Regions from separate parts of the Mus musculus genome. Here region 1 is linked to region 2. The links are chromatin contacts, called in public promoter capture Hi-C maps. All regions are on one chromosome and are shown on one strand. The core of a region is the stretch at or near the end of the contact, and the rest is flanking DNA. Distances in the headings are between cores, read along the strand shown. Region 1 holds the start of 1700012A03Rik (RIKEN cDNA 1700012A03 gene). Region 2 has its middle 84 kb from the start of Gm31894.

Region 1 (6,230 bases), core at 1,136-3,635, 120 kb before region 2:
CCAGACCCTCCACTCCCACTGTTGTCCTGAGGTTCTCCAGCCTGCCTGCTCCCCATCCCACCTCCTAAACATTCATTTCTCTGGTCTAACAAGGCTGCTCCTGCTCTTTGGCTCTGCTTACTTTAATATACACATAGATTACAGCTACATTAAAGGAGCCTGAAAATACCAAAGCAGAACTAAAGCAATTATTATAATGCAGCCTTAACAGCAGCTGTAATGAGACAGAATTAAAAATGTGCCAGCATAATCACAATCCGCTGTTCCCAACGACCTTCCAGAACTGCCTTCATTTGGAAAGAAACATCCAGTCCTGAACTGTCAGATGGAAAGGAAAAATTCAATTGTGCTGCCCCATGGGACCAAGTCCCTGGCCACCAAATCTGGCTCCTCCACACAAAGGCATCTGTCCTGAAGCTGCCACTGTGGGTTACTAGCCATTTGCTCATGGCGGGCAGAGGAGAGGGACATGGATGGGGGGCTGGTGTTCTTTCCATGGCACCAAGGATGGTTTATTCTGCTTCCATTTCCTTGCTGCTGAGGCTAACTGTGCCACACTGGAGGGGATTCAAGTCTGCTTAGCATCTCACTCCGCTTTCTCATGGCACGTGCTATGTGTCACAGATTATACTAACTCATGCTTCATGCTACTACAGTTATCCCACAATAACCCTGAGACGTCTGTTGGCTTACCCCTCTACTTTATGAACAAGGAAACAGAAACTTAGAGACACTTGTGTGGCCATTCAGAGCCAGGACCCAAAGCCTTGTCTTCAAAGTCTGGGAGATTGTTTCTCATGATTTTCTAGAGCCTCTTGCCCAGAGGAAGTCAAAGAGAAAGATATCTCAATGCATTTTACGTTACTCGTTTTGATGTGAGGGCCCAGGCTGGAGGGGACAAGGGAAGTTGAGGATAAAGTAAGGAAAGGAAACAGGAAGTACCTCAGTGGAAAGCTCCTGAAGGTCAACGCACCCTTGCCAGGAGGCATGGACACGTGAATGAATAACAGTGTATGCTCGTCTCATGTCAGTATCCATGGTCCTTCCAGAGAGTTCAGCAATGAGGAAGCGAAGTGTCAGGTGACAAAGGAGCCAGGAGGTGAAGCAAGATGAAGGGTGGGCTTCTCTTCTCAGGTTACTCTTGGGACCACTCAAATATGGTGACTTGGCTGTTCGTTCACTAACCTCAAATTAAGCTTCCTGGCTCCACAGCCATAAGTAAACCTGACCGACCACTCACATCACTCATGCTTGGCTTACTTTGGAGTCTCCTGGAAGTTGCTTTGGGTTTGGTTTTCATAGTTCTACTTCAACATCTCTCCAGGTGAGTCGGTCCCCACCTATACAGTTGGACAGAAGTGATACAGACAGTAGGAGTGAGGGTGATGAGCTATTATTCCTTTGTCCTCGTCTAACTGGGCAAGCTACAACACCAGGCAGTCAGGCTTTTTGTTTTTGTTTTCTGTGCTTTGTTTTCTTACTCCAGCCCTACACAGGCAATGTTCTACAATACTAATGCTACAAACAATGCCCTGTGCAACCTAGTGCAAAAACAAAACCATCTCCCTACCGCTGGGCATACTGCACAGGTGTTGTGAGTTCACAGTGTCTCTCTGCAGCTGACCTGGACTTTGGCCAAATATTTGCCCAAGTCTCTTCTTAACCCCACCTACCATAGCTCCCCACTTGAGGTAACCAATGGCAAGAGTTCCTTGTAGCATAATAACTGCACAAAAGCTCATTGCCATTTCTGGGGACCTGATGTCCAAAGCTTATTGCAAACTCAACTGTTTTCTATAGTGAGATGGCTGGTCCCCAGCTCACCCTGCATCCAAGGCACACAGTGTCCTGGAATCTAGCCACGTTTGTCAGCTTCTCTGGTTGCCTTGGCTGCGGGAATGAGGTTCTTAGCAAGAAATCTTTCCTAGCTCCAACCAGTGGACCATCACAGACTCTTTGTGACCGTCATTCTTCACTTCCCATTCCCATTTTATAGAGTAAGAACATAGCATATGTATCCATTTGATTTAAAGAGATCAGCATCCTGTGCCCAAGGATTTAGAGTAGCAGAAACCCTCATCCTGAGGTCAGATGTGATCCCTGCTTCTATTGGTTTGTGTCTGTTGGTCCTGCTTCTACTCTTTTGTGTCAACAGACAGAGATGCTTATAGTCTGACGTATCTCATCCCAACTTCCAGGTCAAGATGAGTTTCCTTAAAAGGTCGGGGCATGACACCCCAAGCAAGGAGGGTTAAGAACTCTACAGGGTAAACTGAGGGAATTTGTTGTCAATTTTCTTGCCTGGTTTCCAGAGAGGAAAGAGGAGCCCATCCTCTAGCTGTAAAGGAGGGTCTGTACTTCAGCGGTGAGTGGCAGGCTCAGGGTGGGGAGAAATCTCTATGTGCTTAGAGTCACCATCAGCCAACTGACACATCTGTGCTATGACATCAAGAGTTGACTGAAGACAGGGCAATTCATCTTCATGGAGATTGTTGCTAAGGCTTGCATTTCAAATGTATGAGAAAGTTGTGACCGTTTGAAGAAATAGAAACAAACAACAAAAATGCCCCACACAAAAGGATTTAGTTATCTAATACGTTTTTATTGCTGTTTGTTGGTTTTGCTGACTTGAGATGGGCCTCCCTCTGTAGTTCTCTTTGTCTTTTCTGGAACTCCCTGTATGGCCATAATGTATAGATAGCAATCTTACCTCCTCAACTTCCAGAGTGCTAGCATTCTAAGTGCAAGGGAGTCTGATGGAAACTTGCACACAGGGAACAGACCAACAAACAGCATCCGAGAGGCCTTTTTCAAGCTCTGAGCAGCCCCTGCTTGTCCCCAGCCCAACTCTGGGTTTTTGCATTGGTTTTCAGACCCCTTGGGTACAGGCAGTTCCAGGCAGCTCCAGCCAGAATCTCTTCTCCTACCTCCAGGCGCTAATGAGATGCAGAGAGGGGTCTGCAGTCCTGATGGAGTCCTTTGCAACTTTTGTTGCTGCTGCTTTTGAAAATATCTTTCTCTAGTCCTCTGCCAACAGTTTGTTAGCACGTGGCCTGGGTGAGTGAGTGGTTTTTTTAGCCCTCAAGACAGTATGATGCTCTCCTCATCTCCTCAGCCTCCAGTAGAGACATCTCCAGATTTTTGTCCACTGTGTCCCTAGGCAGATGCTCTGGAGCCTCTCCAACAGCTCCTGACACATATACACCAGACCCCTCCCTGGCCCCAAGTCCAGGGAGCCAGGTGTTAAATCCCATACTCCACAGAAGCAGTCTTTCCCCATCTGTCTTGCAAAGGTGTGAATGGGTTGACAGAAGATGAAGAAGGGGGGTGGGGGAAGGAGCGAAACTAGCATCCCTAGCAACCCCTCCCATTAGAACAACACCATCAAAACACACACACACACATACACACTCACACACATGTGCACAATTAGTCAGCCAACATCAACCATAGCCATAGCCAACAAACTAACTCCAGACCACCTCCCACTCTGGGGTGTCTAGAAAGAGTTAAATTTGGACTCTGGCCTCAGCTGACCCAATATGAGACTCTTCATTCTCAGTACATAAACATCCTTTTGCAATTATTGCCAGTCAGCCTCAGTTTTCCAGAAGAGCAATATGCCTGTTCATACCACCTGTAACTTAACACCCAGCTCACACAGGACCATTTCTTTTCATGAGACTCAGTAGAGTTAAGCTTTCAAGTGGGCCCTTCTAGGCAGGTGTTTCTGGCTTTATCTGCATAGCCACGATGATCAGCCACCTACCTACTCCAGGAAGGCAGCGTCTGCCTCTATGTGGCTTCCCCTCTTCCCTGCCTTTGCTAATAAAGTTCTCAAACACACACTTCTGCTTCTCAAGCAAGCTACAATAAACCAGCCACATGCCATGAGCCACATGTGTACTGTTTGCCCAAAGCAGAGTACTCCCTAGCCAGGGTCACCTCATCCTGACCACCTCCCACTTCTGGACACGTATCCCATTCTCCTGAACCTCACTGGGCATTCATCTTCACTGTTCCATGTCGGCACATGTCTCCTCATATCCCTCTCTTTCTTCACTTATACAATAATGACGTGCTTCATCCTGAGTTAGTGGGGAGCTCGGGCTTCGGGGGAATTCTGCCTAAAATACATTTTACAATATTTATTTTGTGGCGTTGGTTCTATTTGGGCGAGTGTTTACATAGCATGCTTCCTTCATTTCTTCTTACCGCAAATTCTCGGCATCTATCTTGCAAAGGTGTGAACGGACTTGACAAAGCACAGAGAAAGGAAGAGAACAGAAATAATCTGCATGTTCTTACTGCCACGTCACAGCCACTATGTGCATACAGTCCACATATACCCCTCTACACACACACACACATACACATACACACACACACACACACACACACACACACACACACACACACACACACATTTAGCCAGTCAAGATACAGCATGGGCTAACACTTAAGGTCCAAAGAGAAACTACAGTTTATATGGTTCTTATAAATGGCATACCTTTTAGATTCAAACTCTCTTTTAAAATGCAAGTTTAATGAATGTCTGTCACTGCTAACCCTAATGCGTTTGGATCTGTTTATGGGACCGTATTGTGTAGTTACAACTATTTGGATAGAAACTCCTCAGCAGATCTCTCAAGCTTCTGCAGATTTTTCTGAGCATGCCCAGAAGACAAGGATCTGACTGCCCATGGCCTGGGTCTTTTCTCAGGGTTGCATTTGTACCAAAAAATCTTACAGAATTAGGCCATGGCTCCCTCTGGGACCCACTGGCAAGCTTGCCTCTTGCTATTAAAAAACAAAAAAGTAGATTCCCCAGTCTCAGCTTTCCTCAGCCGCAACACAAGCCCAGCACACTTACCACATCAGTATAGGCATTCCCATGGGGCATAGGGCACAAAGGGAACCCAGGCTCTTGTATGGTGCTCATGCTGATTGCTGTGTATGAGTTTCAGAACCCTTTATCTCCATCCCATATAAAACTCAGGAGTTTCATGCTTCCTGGAAGCTAGTAAGAAGCTAACATAGTACCCTCTGGTTAATCCCAGATCCCTCACAGACCTGACAGTCACTCCAATGGTTCTTTCTCCATATTTTCTCATAGCATGCTTCTCTCAGACTAAGTCAGCTTTATCTTATTTGGTATATCTGCTGTTTCCAGAGGAATACATTCAATCTCTCTGTTCTTGGTGGTTAGCTCTAAAGTCATCACCTTAGACTTTACATAATTTGAAATGAAACAAAATTTCCATCCTTTGGATCCCCACCCTACTCCCATCTTCCACAGTGCTTGTTGGGACCCAACATTTGAGTTCCCTCTTCATTTTGGTATGCTTGCATTGTGAAAGCTGCTGTTCATTTAGACTTACGAAAGGCTTACCTTTACACTGCTATTAGTTAGTCAGAATCGCTGCTGTCATTGGTTTTCTTGGGAAAATGGTCTCCCCAGTCTCAGGGGCTAACAGTGAGGGGGAGGGGTTACTCACTAGACTGTAGCACAACTGTGCAGGAGAACGCATACAGCCACTTCAGGCTTTAAATGCTATGAGGCTTATGAAGGAAGTGAGAATATCATATAATTTTGGGGTATCAAGATGGGTTGGAAAGATAGTGTGCCTGAATCTTTTGCACAGAAAACAGACTAGTGTGGCAGTGTCCACAGCATTAAAGAAGCCAGGTCCCCTATCTTGTGCCCTGTATCTCAGAGTTTCACACTTAAAGTATCTGCTGACACTTTAAGAAAGCGAAACTCTCCTAAACTCAAGGGCCAAATCAGTAAGTGTGTGATGTGCCTATGAGTTTCTGCTTTTCCTGAACCCCTTACTTCATCGGAAGGAGCAGAACAGCCACTAAACACACACACACACACACACACACACACACACACACACACACCAATATACACAGAGAAAAAGAGAAAAAGAGAGAGAATGTGTGTGTGTTTCTGTGGAGCGTTCCATAGCTACCCACCTATCCTTGCCACTCAAGGATGTTCTTGATCATTGTCTGACAGTGGGTTTACAACTGTCCATTAGGTCCTTGTCATCACTCCCATTTGGTTCTTGTTGCCATGGTAGCTGTCAAGAGGAGATAGGCCAAGGGCAGTCCATACATAAGTTCCTCTTCAGTTATCACCTATAACTGTTAAAGCTATGTTTGCTTCGTGTTACCCAGTGCCCAAGTGCAGTGCCAGGCTGCATACGTAGCAAGGTTGGTGG
Region 2 (6,178 bases), core at 2,613-5,112:
GCCTGGGAGGCCAAGGACAGGCCAGCTTCCTCTGAGTCTAGCATTTCCCGAGGCCAGCCCTGAAATGACTTTCCTTGTCTAAAAGGTCAAGGTCATGGGCTTGGGGGTGTAGTGCTGTAAGGCAGAGCGCTACCATGTGTGTCTCCCGACAGCTGCTCTGTCTCCTGGTCTCAGTGACAACACAGCCGTTAAGGAGACCTCGCCCGTGATCGGTGTGGAGGATGCGCGTACATTATCATATGATCATGGCATTCGTCAGCGATCCCTTTCCTATTTTCTGCATGAGGCTCCCTTATTTGAATGTGTTTCCTCAACAGAAATGAGAACTCTTCTTTGTCCCTTCTTCGGTCCCAGAGCTGTGGTGGGGCGGGGATATCCCAGGTGCATCTGCGAGGAAGCTTCCAGAGGGACCCAGAATGCTATTACTGAAGGCTAAATGTTCCGTGGCTAAAAGCTGCTGTAGCAATCTTGGCATCCACTCTGTTTGAATGGGTACATTACTGTAATGTCCCATTGCTGCCGTCAGCACGCAGAGGGCTGGGCTATTTGTAACCGCTGAGACGCCTGAGCAGCAACATAAAGATCAAATGGTAGAGACTTCCTCTGCCTCAGCTGAGACAACCAGGCTCAGGGCTTTGAATTTGGCCGGCCACCTACCTCAGAAGCTGTGGCCCAGGGCTTCTGGTGTGTGGGAGCGCTACGGGGAGAGGAGGGTGGTAAGACAGGGTGGGCTAGAGAGAGAAAATAAGGGGAGAGGGCAGAGGCAAGGTGTGGACCCAGGAGCGAAGACTTCGGCATAACTCCACCCCCACGCTCCTGAACCCTGTCCTGAAGCCACCATCTGCCCCCTATCCAGCCCCCTCTGCCCCTCAGATCAGGTCGATGACTTCAAGGTGTTCAGGAGAGCAGCTGCAGGTTTCTACCCCTGCTATCACACACAGAAGAAGATGCAAAACCAGTCGCTCCCCCAAGGTCCAATGTGGGTGCAGGGAGGGCTGGGGGACTTTTAGTGTTCTGGATGGAATTTAGAAGGTGAGAGGAGATGAAAATACGGTAGGAGGGATCAATATGTCAAGATCATGTTACCACGCACTCAAGGCTACTTCTGCCTTATGTGGCGTTAAACCTCCCCGCCCCACACACCACCACCACCACCACCACCCCACCCCGCCAAGTCGTTATGTGGTCTGGTTGTTCCTGTCCGTGGGTCCCCATCCACACCCTGGGAGTTCATATGAGCTTTGATCATGTTGATTTAAAGGGGCTTGTTTTCTTGGCCTCCTCTGTCCCCTCTGGCTCTTACCCCCTCTCTGCTTCCTCTTCCTCGGGGTTCCCTGGGGGGGGGGACTTGATGGAGACACCCCATGTAGGGATGAGTGCCTCTGATCTTCTCTATACACTGCCAGCTGACACCCTTATGGCTGTGTGGTGGTGTGTGATACCTCCCCTCCCCCGTTTACACACAGTCTCCTCTAGCCAGGCTGTGCCTTTCAGCCTAGGTGTGCTGGTGGCCACTTCACTTCTGTCCCTCCCGTGTCCTATCACATCACCAGGATTCTTCCCAACCCATACTCATCGAATTTACTTATTTGTGTGTGTGCACACACACATACACACACTTTTGTGCATGCACAAGTCCATGCACAACTGTACCCTGGTGCTTGTGTGGAGGCCAGAGAACAACTTAGAAAAATCATTTCTCTCTTTTGACCCATATGGGTCTGGTATTCAAACTCGGGCAGTCAGGCTTGGCAGCATCACCTGCTGAGCCACTTCACCAGTCCCTCATTCTTATATAATTATGGCAATTTATATACAGTGTAATGGTAATTACCTTAGCCAAGCCACTCTTGTGCAATATGGCAGCACTAAGTACAACTCTGGTGGTACACAAGCGCCATCACTATCTATACCCAAAGATTTCCGTCATCTATAACACAGCTAAACACTGCAAACTGTCAGTCCCCATTCCCTCTTCTGCGCTCCCCCATCATCCAAACTCTGCATCCTCCCTCTGTGGGTTTGACTTCCCTAGGACCCTCACCTGGGTAAACTCCGAGTCAATTCACCATCTCATGCCTGACTCATTTCACCTAGTGCAATGCTTCCAAGATCCATCCATGTTGTACCACATATCACTTTGCCGTACCAAATTTTCACTGATAGTCACATAGCCAATTAAGATCCCACTGTAAACCACACTTCTCCATTCATGCACCAGTGAGCGCCTAGATGATTCCAGGCTTCTAGCTATGGTGAATAATGAATGCTGCCGTAGACACAGGTGTAGGAGAAATTCCGTTCGAGTCTCTGCTTTCAGGTTTTCTGACTGTAAACTTAGGAATGGAAGCACTGGGCAGGTGCTATCTCCGCGTGTGTTTCTGAGGAGCTGCCAAAGTGTTTCCCAATGACGTCACACCATTTACACTGTCACCAGCCATGTGGGGCTCCAGTTTCCTCACGTCGGGACCAACACTTGCTAATTTCCTTTTATTTTTATTATTATAATTATGATGATGATGATTATGGTTATTCTTATAGATATGAATTTGATGATATAGGAGGAAGAGCTTGCAGGCTCCGCCTCTCTGTGATGATCTTGGAGGAGGAGCTTGCAGTCCCCGCCTTGGAGAAGGAGCTTGCAGTCCCCGCCAAGGAGCTTGCAGTCCCCCCCTCTCTGGAAATTTCATTCTAAGCTTGACTCCTCTCGACACAGAGGGCCCTTATTTGGATTGTCCTGACTTTTCAGCCCATTGAGTATAACCTATGTACTTTGAAGATTGACAGCTCCTGGAGGAGAGGAATTGTCTACCCATGGTTCTGAGTCCCATGGTCTCGTTCCCACTTAGCATGGGGAGAGGAGGGGAACCCTCAGGCAGCTAGCCCCACCTCATGAACCAAAGCAGACAATTGATCACTACCATCTACTTTGAACTGCACATTTCATTCCTCAGTCTAGCTGTCCCAGCCCTTCCTGTTGAAAGGACCTGGAAAACCGAATGACTTGAGGATAGCTTTTTGATACTTGGGAGTAAATAAATAAATAAATAGGATTGTTTGTTTACATTTAAGAACCCCAGAGCCCAGAGGTGATTAGAGGGGATACTGAAAGAATGAATTTAATCACAGAATCAAATCTCCAGAGAGGCGGGGCCTACAAGCTCCTCCTCATCCCCTCCTTTATGCTCCTCTGTGGACCTCAGCTGCAGAGTTGCTGCTGCCACACTCCCTGACATGTAACCACCATCAGCCTCTGCCCGCTGAAGGGCGTGGCTTCCCCTGGGGCGCCTGCGGAATTCAGGAATACTTGGTTACCTCATACAATCCAGCTAAAGTCACAAGCAAAGTTCTCAGCTGTTACCAAAACACCTAAAGCCCTAGCATTGCTAAGGGCACACGCTGCTGGGCCCTTAGGGGAGTTCAGGCTACTCCGAGAGAAAGCAATGGCGTGGGGGCAATGGCGGCTATGGTACCTGTGCGGTCATAGGAACAGCAGAAGGGCCCAGAAGCCCACTGACCAGAAATAGGCAGAGGCTAGAGAGTGGGTGCACACTCGGGGCTGCGGGGGAATGAAGCAGAGAGATCAACAGTAAATTCAACTGCGATAGGGCTGCCCCTACAATCGCCTCCTGGCTCCTTCTCTCCCCATCTCTCTCCCAGTCACTATCAAAGCAAAATTTATGAGGGGCTCCAGGCATTGGATATTCCTTGTATTTCAATCTAACTCTTTGCAATCTCAAGTGAACAGCTTGGCTGTCTCTGCCTGTCAGGGAATTTAAATTGCAGATGGGGTAGTGAACAGGCTGCCCTGCGCAGGAGCAGCCCCTCTGGTGAGCACCATCATCGCTTAGCAACGAGAAGTTTATGAGGCAGTGGAAAGTTCCACTCTGGAAAGTGCCCTTGACCCAGAGCATCTCCCAGGAAATGAGAGGAAGCTTCCCAGAGAAAGGCCCAGACAGATAGGAGGTCAGTTTGTGTCACAGCTGGGGTCAGGGAGCACAGCCGGGGGCGGAATCAGCTTCATTCTGCACAGCCATTGTGGAATGTGTCTTCTGTGACACGCAGTGTCTTCACCAGACTCCATGTCATCTTTGACATTCCATTGTTTCAGAGATTGTTTTCTAGCTAAACACGAAGTCTCTTCTCTGAGTCTCCTCCTACCTCACACGCCATCAACCAGTAAATATAGTAGTGAACAACACACACACACACACACACACACACAAACACACACAAATTGTCAACAAATACAAATAGCCAGTGCAAAAGAGAACCAGCCCACTGAATCTGCTCCTAGTTAGAGCTCAGTTCTCCATAGCATGTATATAATTATGAGGTCAGTCAAGCATCACCACACTTAACATTTTATTCTGGAAGTCACAATTGCCCCAAAGTACTCAAGCACATCGCCAAGGCATATCCTTCTGCTCAGATAATTGTCTTTGGGAATAAGAATGTGGGAAGCAGTAACCCTATGTGAATGGCTAGCAAATACTACAGATACTGATATTCCGTTGACTTTGGGTCATTGTATAACCCACATGCTCAACACAGGGAAAATCATCAGACACACCAAGCTCCAGCCTGAGTTTGGAAGACAATCAACGTATTTCTAGGTATTTGGTGTGGGTGAATTATATCTTCCCCTATAAAAAATATCTTGGAGTCCACCTGCATACTATAGAAGTGTTCTCATTTAGTAATAGGGTCTCTGTAGACAGAATTGATTTAGATAAAACTGTCTTTAGGATGAAGTAGGATGCCCAGTACGACTGATGCCCTTAGGAAAGGCAGAGCCACCATAAAATGGTGCAAAGATGCAAGAACACACACAATGATGGAGGCAGAGATGGGAAAACACGACAACAAGTAAAGGAAAGCAAGAATACAGAGGGTGGAAGAGGCGGCAATCTCTCTTGTAGGTCTTTGGAGGTACAATAGCCCTATGGACACTTTGGTCTTGACCTTCCAGTCTTCAGAAATGTGGGGCAATGCATTTCTAATGGTTTAAGTGGCCCCATTTGCATTCCTAGGAAATTAATCCAAAAGCTGGCATTCAGCTCAGCTGGTAAAGTAATCACCTAGTATGTATCTAAATATCACCTCTGGGGGGTAAATCTGAGAGCATCATAAACTGCAACATCAGCATTGGGGTAGGAGGATCAGGAGTTCAGGGTTAACTGCATAGCAAATTCCAAGCAGCCCGGCCTACAAGAGATCTTGTCTCAAAAGAGAAAGGGGGGGGGGGTGTAAAGTAACTAATCCAGATCCTCTGTCATTTTTCTGTTGAAGGGACCAGGATGATCCTATGTGGGCACAGCAGCACCTCGGGATGTAATAAAAATGGTCTGCATGAATGAAACCCTAGAAGAATGAAGACCAAAGTGTGGACACTGTGCCCCTTCTTAGAATTGGGAACAAAACACCCATGGAAGGAGTTACAGAGACAAAGTTTGGAGCTGAGACAAAAGGATGAACCATCTAGAGACTGCCTTATCTAGGGATCCACCCATAATCAGCTTCCAAACGCTGACACCACTGCATACACTAGCAAGATTTTGCTGAAAGGACCCAGATATAGCTGTCTCTTGTGAGTCTAGGCCGGGGCCTAGCAAACACATAAGTGGGTGGTGGGTGCTCACAGTCAGCAATTGGATGGATCACAGGGCCCCCAATGGAGGAGCTAGAGAAAGTATCCAAGGAGCTAAAGAGATCTGCAACCCTGTAGGTGCAACAACATTATGAACTAACCAGTACCCCGGAGCTCTTGACTCTAGCTACATATGTATCAAAAGATGGCCTAGTCGGCCATCACTGGAAAGAGAGGCCCATTGGACACACAAACTTTATATGCCCCAGTACAGGGGAACGCCAGGGCCAAAAGAATGGGAATGGGTGGGTAGGAAAGTGTGGGGGGGGGAAGGATATGGGTGACTTTTGGGATAGCATTGGAAATGTCATTGAGGAAAATACGTAATAAAAAAAAGGGGGGGGGAATGGTCTGCATGGGACAGAGTTGACAGCTGGGACTGTCCGATGTGACTCAGGATGCAGGGGCCTGGGTGAAGGCTGGGGCCTTGAATATCTTTGCTATTTGAAGCAAGGAAATGAATACTGTGTTTTCATGGCCCTGAGTGTTCAGTCAGGGGTGGAGCCGTCACCCTCACCTTATCCTCCT

Evidence for each region. Promoter capture Hi-C pulls out the DNA fragments that hold promoters and counts their contacts.
Region 1: a promoter capture Hi-C map of hippocampal neurons shows a contact between it and region 2, with 2.2 times the contacts expected there. The contact joins the promoter of 1700012A03Rik here to the enhancer-like site in region 2. A contact is called at or near these places in 1 of 39 promoter capture datasets (hippocampal neurons), 5 of 484 Hi-C or Micro-C datasets (the HL-1 cell line, the N1E-115 cell line, embryonic stem cells and 2 more) and 1 of 9 other capture datasets (pancreatic islet).

The regions. Positions count from the first base shown.
Region 1 is chr6:32,046,443-32,052,672 of GRCm38.p6, reverse strand. It overlaps 1700012A03Rik (RIKEN cDNA 1700012A03 gene), which reads right to left and starts at 2,385. Exons shown (of 3, transcript NM_029587.3): 1 at 2,302-2,385; 2 at 943-1,340. The coding sequence starts at 1,038.
Region 2 is chr6:31,931,240-31,937,417 of GRCm38.p6, reverse strand. No RefSeq gene overlaps it. Among named protein-coding and RNA genes, the nearest start is that of Gm31894, 84 kb to the left of the region's middle. Within about 2 kb of position 3,862, at least 10 of the 459 cell types and tissues checked have an H3K27ac peak or open chromatin away from gene starts, as enhancers often do. A contact at or near this core is called in embryonic stem cells, hippocampal neurons and nephron progenitors, where this site is marked.